Regions from separate parts of the Sus scrofa genome. Here region 1 is linked to region 2. The links are chromatin contacts, called in public HiChIP or PLAC-seq maps. All regions are on one chromosome and are shown on one strand. Each heading gives the region's core, a stretch centred on a gene start, on an enhancer-like site or on the middle of the called end of the contact. The rest is flanking DNA. Distances are from core to core; before and after follow the strand shown.

The links. HiChIP or PLAC-seq counts read pairs in DNA pulled down with a chosen protein or histone mark.
Region 1: an H3K27ac HiChIP or PLAC-seq map of skeletal muscle shows a contact between it and region 2. The contact joins the enhancer-like site here to the promoter of SNX14 in region 2. A contact is called at or near these places in 2 of 5 promoter capture datasets (fetal liver and liver), 9 of 47 Hi-C or Micro-C datasets (brain, embryonic fibroblasts, fetal heart ventricle and 3 more) and 2 of 2 datasets of contacts at active chromatin or transcription factors (alveolar macrophages and skeletal muscle).

What each region holds. Positions count from the first base shown.
Region 1 is chr1:54,631,466-54,634,852 of Sscrofa11.1, reverse strand. No RefSeq gene overlaps it. Among named protein-coding and RNA genes, the nearest start is that of SYNCRIP, 35 kb to the right of the region's middle. Within about 2 kb of position 1,647, at least 74 of the 83 cell types and tissues checked have an H3K27ac peak or open chromatin away from gene starts, as enhancers often do. A contact at or near this core is called in alveolar macrophages, brain, embryonic fibroblasts and 2 more, where this site is marked.
Region 2 is chr1:54,545,776-54,549,198 of Sscrofa11.1, reverse strand. It overlaps SNX14 (sorting nexin-14), which reads left to right and starts at 1,995. Exons shown (of 31, transcript XM_001927319.7): 1 at 1,995-2,311. The coding sequence starts at 2,172.

The DNA of each region.
Region 1 (3,387 bases), core at 398-2,897, 86 kb before region 2:
ATCTGGAATTTGGTCTTCATTTTAATTTTCTAAAAAGCCACCGCCTACATTTATTCATTCATTCATTCCACCAATAGTTACCGACAATCACCTTAAGGCAGAACAATAAAGAGCGGTGCACCAAGCGAGGACAATAAACAAACGCACACGTCCATAATAATGAGTAGTAAGTGCTATGAAGACGTGAATTTTCAAATGCTGAAATGTTCAAATGCTTGTTCCCATGTGCGCATATATGTACACATATTTATCCACACACACTAATTAATGCAACCGTTGCTACTGAATTAATGTATCGTTTGGATAAAGTATTCTAGGAAATTTCTCAAATTACTCTTTCTCCTGCATTCATGATAACGAATTTAGTATGATAAAAGAAGTTAAATAGCAAAGCTTTTGGTTGTATGGATTTAGGAAAATCGCTTAGCTACTTCAGGCGTCAGTTTAGTTCTCTGGCAAACGGAGGATTTACCTCTCGGGTCTGCTAATCTCTGTGCTGATCAGAGCGTAACAGCAGCGCCGGGCACCCGGGCACCCGGCAGCGTGGGGGTGGGGCGGGCCCCGACAGACCGCAGCTCGACCGCTTGCAGCGCAGCCGGCCGGCTCTCCAGAAAGGCAGCCTTCTCACTGTGGACGGGAGGAGAAACGCGGCGCTATCGCCAACTATTTCCAACTGAGCAGTTCGGCCCTCCAATTTCTCTTTACGGGCGTGCAGCGATTCCTGAGCGTCAGTTCCCCCAAGGCGTCTGCCAACCAGCTAGCGCGACTTCTCGAATGGGTCACAGACTGGGCCGTCCCGCGCCGCAAAACTCTAGTCCACTCCTGACCCCGAGCCGCCCCATCCGCCCGGGGCGTACTTGGCTCGAGCTAGGCGGCAGCTTCGCCTCCAAAGGCGACTGTTCGTTTGAATTCTGGCGCCACTCCCGCGCCACGTAGAGCCAGACGAGGAAGCTACTAAGCGCGGCGCGCGCGGGCGCGCGCCGGGGACTGAGCGTGCGCGCCGCAGAAGGACGGCGCGCGCACCACGCCCCGAAACGAGCCCACGAAAGAAAAGAGCCCCCTGGCGCGCTCTCGCTCACTAGGTCAGAAACCGGCCACGCCCCCGTGCTCTCCCGCATCCAATAGATGCGAGAGGGAGGAGCGGCCTCGCTCTGGCTAGGGAGAGACTATATAGGGAACTGCTGGATGCGTGGGTCGGTCTTTTACGTCGGGACTCAAGGGTTTGTTAGGTTGTGCTAGGTAAGTAGGCGCCGCGGGCGGTTGTCCGAGCGAACCTGGGTGGCGCAGTTTAGGTTGTGGGGCTGCAGTACGGTTGAAGAGGCTTCAGAAATTTGAACTTAAGAGTGCTGTGTTGAAAACTTGCACGTGGGAAACATGCCACCAGACCGCCACGTGTCCATAGTCGTGGTGGTGGCCGGCTTCGAGTTTATGCGTGCGGAGGCCGCCTCTGGTGGCCGCGGCGTTGCGCGCGGCCTTGTTGCTAAGCCCGGGGAGCTAGCTGGCTCAACTTAAACGACTGCCGGAAAGCAACCATATCCCTGGGATTTGGGGCTAGGGGTTAGTGTTGACGTTAAGAGCAAAACGCCTTGTTGATAGGGTGTCCGTCCCACCACCAGATCCAACGGAGATTTCAAGATCCGCAGCCCCTAACTACGTGGGGCTGAGCTGTATTGTCCCCAGGCGGCGCTGTGTGCAAATCGTATTGAAGGAGAGGATTTTAGTGCTGAAATTCTCCGAGACTACTTAATTTTAAATATATTGATTTGCCCCGCAGGAGCGATGGCTCTCGGTGTAACGGAGCTCTTAAGTGAAGATGCTGAGGTAAGTATTGTTGAACTTAGTTTTTAGAACTGAGAAAGTAAACCTCTTGTTGACAGGAGAAGCGGTGGTACACTATTTGAAATGGTACGTTTTTTTTTTTTTTTTTAGAGGAAAAGGAAGAGTGCAAAACATAGGGGAGAATGTTTGCTGGAAAACGACATGGTTAAAACCTAATGATCTTAGCAGGTATGTGTTTAACTAGTATTTTGAGTCTGCATATGCTTTTTCCATAGACAGGTTAAATGAGTTTTGGGTTTTTTTTCTTGTGCTCAAAACAGCATCCTGCAGGTTGTTGATTGCTAATGAAGTTATGGATATCTCTGATGGCAGCGTCATTCTGAAGTAAGTTATGTGGCTTACAACATCTATAGTATTTCTAACGTACTTTTAATGTTGCTTTGGTTTATGGTAAATCACTGGTAGTGCTTTGGTCTGATCAATGATGAAACCTATCCCGAAGCTGATTACCTGAAGAAAAAAAAGCACATACGGATTCGGCTTCTGAGATAAGACCAATGTGCAGATGTGAAGTTATTGGTGCCTGGATTTTATAATTTGAGAAGTTTGTTACATTGTGTCTTTTTTTTTTTTTCCCCTCTGCCAACAGTGAGGGGTCGCTGTCTGCCTATTGAAAGAGGCCAGATTGCTGTGAAGTTCCTGAGATATTTCTGTGAGTAGACATACTTTTCTTGACAGTCAACATTATGTCCTTGGTCTGTCTATGATGATCCTATCCCGAACCTGAATTTCTGTTGAAAAACCTTATACGGATCTGGCTTCTGAGATAGACCATTATAAGGACAATAAATAGTACTTTGTGAAATACTTTCTTCTTTTTTTTTTTTTTTTTAAGTTTTCTTTATGTTTATAGTCTTGTAAAGCTAAAGTGTTTTTCCTTTTCTAGGGCTAATGCCACAAGATTTACCGGTATGTCGTGTAAAAAACTAAGGAAAAGCTCTTCATTTTATGGATATGGAAAGAAAAATCAAGATGGATTATATTTTTTTTAATTATCCAGTCTTTAATTAGTTAAGTAAAACTAGTTAAACTTTTTAAAATCAATTTTGAATGAATACCCTTTGGTTACAAGCTGTTTGAATGTAAAATGCGTCATGGTGATTATAGCCAAATGAAGGTTTTTACTATTATAGAAAGTTATTAAGATGAGAGCAGAGTGGACAGAACATATTCCTGGGATTGGGCTGGAAAGAAAGCCCACCATCAATAATCATTACTGGCTGAATTATGGAATATTTAGTCTTAGTGTAACAGTATTGTGTATTTATTTATGGTATTAAGGTGTTTATTCTGAAAACGAAGAAAGCACAATATAGCAAGTCATGAGGAAGGTCACTGATGAAATGTAGTTTAAAATTGTACAGACATCCTGAATGAATTTAAGTGTTAAGTAATTAATACCATCTGATGTAACCAAGGTGGTTGGGCCCCATGCATAATCATTTTCCCTAAATAGCTACATGAATAAATTTTTCCCAATCCAAGTAAGAATGCCAATATTTATAGTCATCATTAATAAACCTAAAATTTCCTTAGTGAAAATTTGGA
Region 2 (3,423 bases), core at 746-3,245:
TATAGATAGATAGATAAATAAAATAAAAACAAAGTAAATTGCCTATTGTAGTTCTCTTATGCAGCTGGATAAGGTCTGGCATTGCCACTGCAGCAGTTTGGGTTATTGCAGTAGTGCAGTTTTGATCCCTGACCCAGGAACTTCTACATGCTGTGGGTGTGGCCAAAAAATAAATTAAAAATTGCTTTATGTCTGATTAGCTTATTATAATTGCCACTGCAAAGAAAAATCACATGGGAAAGAAGTCTTGGATGTTGTAAAGTCTAATTTGAAAGAACAAGACATTTTATTACTAAGATGCACTGGCTATCAGTAATAAGTTGAACCGGAATTTTAGAGTGACCCTATAAAGGAGCAAAATTTTTGAACAGAAAAAAAGATCACAGTCTGACTCTCTAGAAAAGTTTAATAAAGTAACTTACCCAATTATAAAGTAATCAAGTCCACAGTAGGCACTTGATACATGTAGATTCATTCAACTTACACCTTTATTTATACTTCAATATAGCCCCTAAATAAGGGGCTATAAGTAGTTCAAAGACACTTAAAAAGAAAGGCTGAAAAGTGAAATTCATGTTTAATTATGTATCTCAAAATATTAAAGAAAACTACCAAGCTTTCCAATGATATTGTTAGTCTACAGTACATTTATGATGTTTAAACAATACCTAAGGATGAGGATCAGTGAAATGGATACCTTAAATACCATTGTGGAACTAGTAAACCATTCTGGGAAGAAATTTGTCAGTATGTATCATGTTCCTATTCTTTGATCCAGCAGTCGTTATTGATATTGACCCTAAAGTCATAATTATAAACGAGTATAGATGTGTGATTAAGGGTGGTAACGATAATATCAAAGATATAAAAAAATTAGCATTAACAGAATAAAGGATGGTACATTCTGAAGGAAAATAATGCAAAGAAATGACCCATGTATTCAGTATAATAACATGGGAAAATACTCAACTGCCATACACCATGATTTTTATGTTTAAAAAAAATCATTTCTGAACATGTCTGTCTCCGCACTTTAGAGGATAAGATACTAAGAAAGAGAAAAGACAGGCAGCATGAAAACTGGCTCTGGCTTCAAATCCCTGTTTCGCTAGCTCTGATTCTGAGCAAAGTTCCTCTCTGCCTCACTAACGTCGGTAATCTAGCTGTAAGATGGGGGAAACCAGAGTACCTATATCATGAAGTGAATGTGTGGACGTTAAAGTACTTAGCGCGCCGCCTAAATAAATTTTACTTATTACGACGTCTTTCTGTATCTGTCAGAGTAGTGGAGAATACAGAAATTAAAATTTAGAAATGTGCTAACTTAGTAAAGCGAGAAGCCCCACCAGACTGCAAACGGTATTTAACCTAACCTGCCAACGCGCCTCAGCAAATACTTGGATTTTGGTTAGGGCCGCGGGACTGTGGTGAGCTGAGGTCTACCTCGCCTTTGGACGCGTAAAAGATGTTCTCGCCACCGAGTGGCGGCCAGGTGGGTTCGACTTTTCCCTGTTCCAGGGTGGTTTTACTCACCCGCGCGCGGCCCGTGCAAAACAGGGACTGAGAGGTGTTTCCCCCCCGCCCCCACCTTGGGCGTCTTGCAAAGCTTGGACCTGTCCCCAAGCCGAGCTGAGCCTATAGAGAAGAGGCGTGGAGAGCGGTGGCGGAGCTCACGTCACAAAGACTACAGTCCCCAGTGGGCCCCGCGAGCTCGAGGAGTCCTGCAGGCAGGATCCGGTGGCCGCGGGGTCTGCAGTTTCTCCTATGCTCGGGCACAGCCTTCCGCCTCTTCTCTGCAACACAGGCAATTACTGGGTGCTGCAGCTTCCCCCCGATTTCCAAAAAGGTGCAGTCGCTGGCGAAAGGGGCCATCCACCCAGGGCTGCGCGGCTCTGACCCAGAGAGCTAACCCGCAAACCGACCCGCCTTGCGCGGGGTGACGAAAGACACGTCGTACGGCGGCCTGCCCGGCCGCGGGGGGCGTGGCCGCGCACGCGCGACGGCGCCCTCGGGCGGGGCTTTGGGCGGCTGCAGCCCGCTGACCGTCCGCCGGTCGCCGGCTCTCCGGGTCCGCCGCAGGGCTTGGAGGGGCGGCGTCGTGGGTGGTTGATGGGGGGGTCCCCTCAACCTCAACCTCAGTCTGTAGTGCAGCCTCAGATACGCCGACGGAGATGGCGCCCTGGATGCGGACGATGGGGGAGAAGCTGAAGCAGCGGTTGAGGCTGGACGTGGGACGCGAGATTTGTCGCCAGTACCCACTGTTCTGCTTCCTGCTGCTGTGCCTCAGCGCCGCCTCCCTGCTCCTCAACAGGTAACGCGGCAGCGCAAGCTAGCTGGGTGGCGGGCAGCTTTCCTCCGAAACTGCGGACTCAGGCCCTGTTGCTTCGCAGTGCGGAGACTGTGGGGCTGCGCAGCTGCGGGAAGTGGGGCGGGCTGCGGGGCCTCTGGGGAGAGAGCGGCCTTGGGGAGCCTGGCTGGGCGCTGGTGCCCGGAAGTGCGGTGGGGCCTGGGCTCAAGGGACCCCTTTTCTAAGGCCTCCCCTCTTCAGCCATCCGGCCCCTATTCTTACCTTCTTTTCACCCATTTCTTAAAAGCTGGGCCTCCAGCATCGATGCTTTTCAGAAGCATGAATCTGTCGGTCGCCGAATTGAGGCCATGAGGGGGCGGTGCCGCCAGCTGATGGAGGAGAGTACAGGGTTCCTTCGCAGTGGAAGTTTTAGACTGACTCTCCTTGCTCTCCCCGCGCGCGCACGCCCACCCACCCACATTGGAGATCACCACCGAGGTTTTCCCCAGTGTTATTGGTTACAATGCACCGTCATAAAGATTTGTTGTATCGAAGAGCGCGAAATAGTAGTAGCATCTCTAGAATATTCCTAAAGGGAAGACTGAGGTTAAAATTGCTAATTTAGTTGACATTTTGAAAGCGCAAGATTCTGCCTCTGAAATAAACTGGTCGATTTCCTTCATTTTGGTGTTTTTAGTAACGGTAGCGATGAAATAGGTGGTAGAGGAGACGTGTTCCTTCAGAATTATTTCCACATTTGCTCTTGGTGGTTAAGAAATCTGAGACAGTTAGTTGTCAGCGACAGCACCTGCACGATGTTTTTCAGATTTCGAACGGCAGCCATCCTTACTCTTTATCTGGACTTAGTTGATCCCCCAAGGTTGGGAACGGGGAAGCATTCACAAGAAATATGGTAATTTTGCTCTGGGATAACCATTTCCTGTTCCTGTGTGGAAGTTGGGTTTCTTCCCCGGCCTCTTCGCTTTCTTTCTTTTCTTTTTTTCCGCCATTTAGCCCGTGGCATAATGGAAGTTTCCAGGCTACGGTCGAAATGGAGCTGCAGCTGCCGGCCTGCACCACAGCCACAGCAACGCGGGATTCCAGCCGTGCCTGCAACCTACACCGCAGCTCATGGC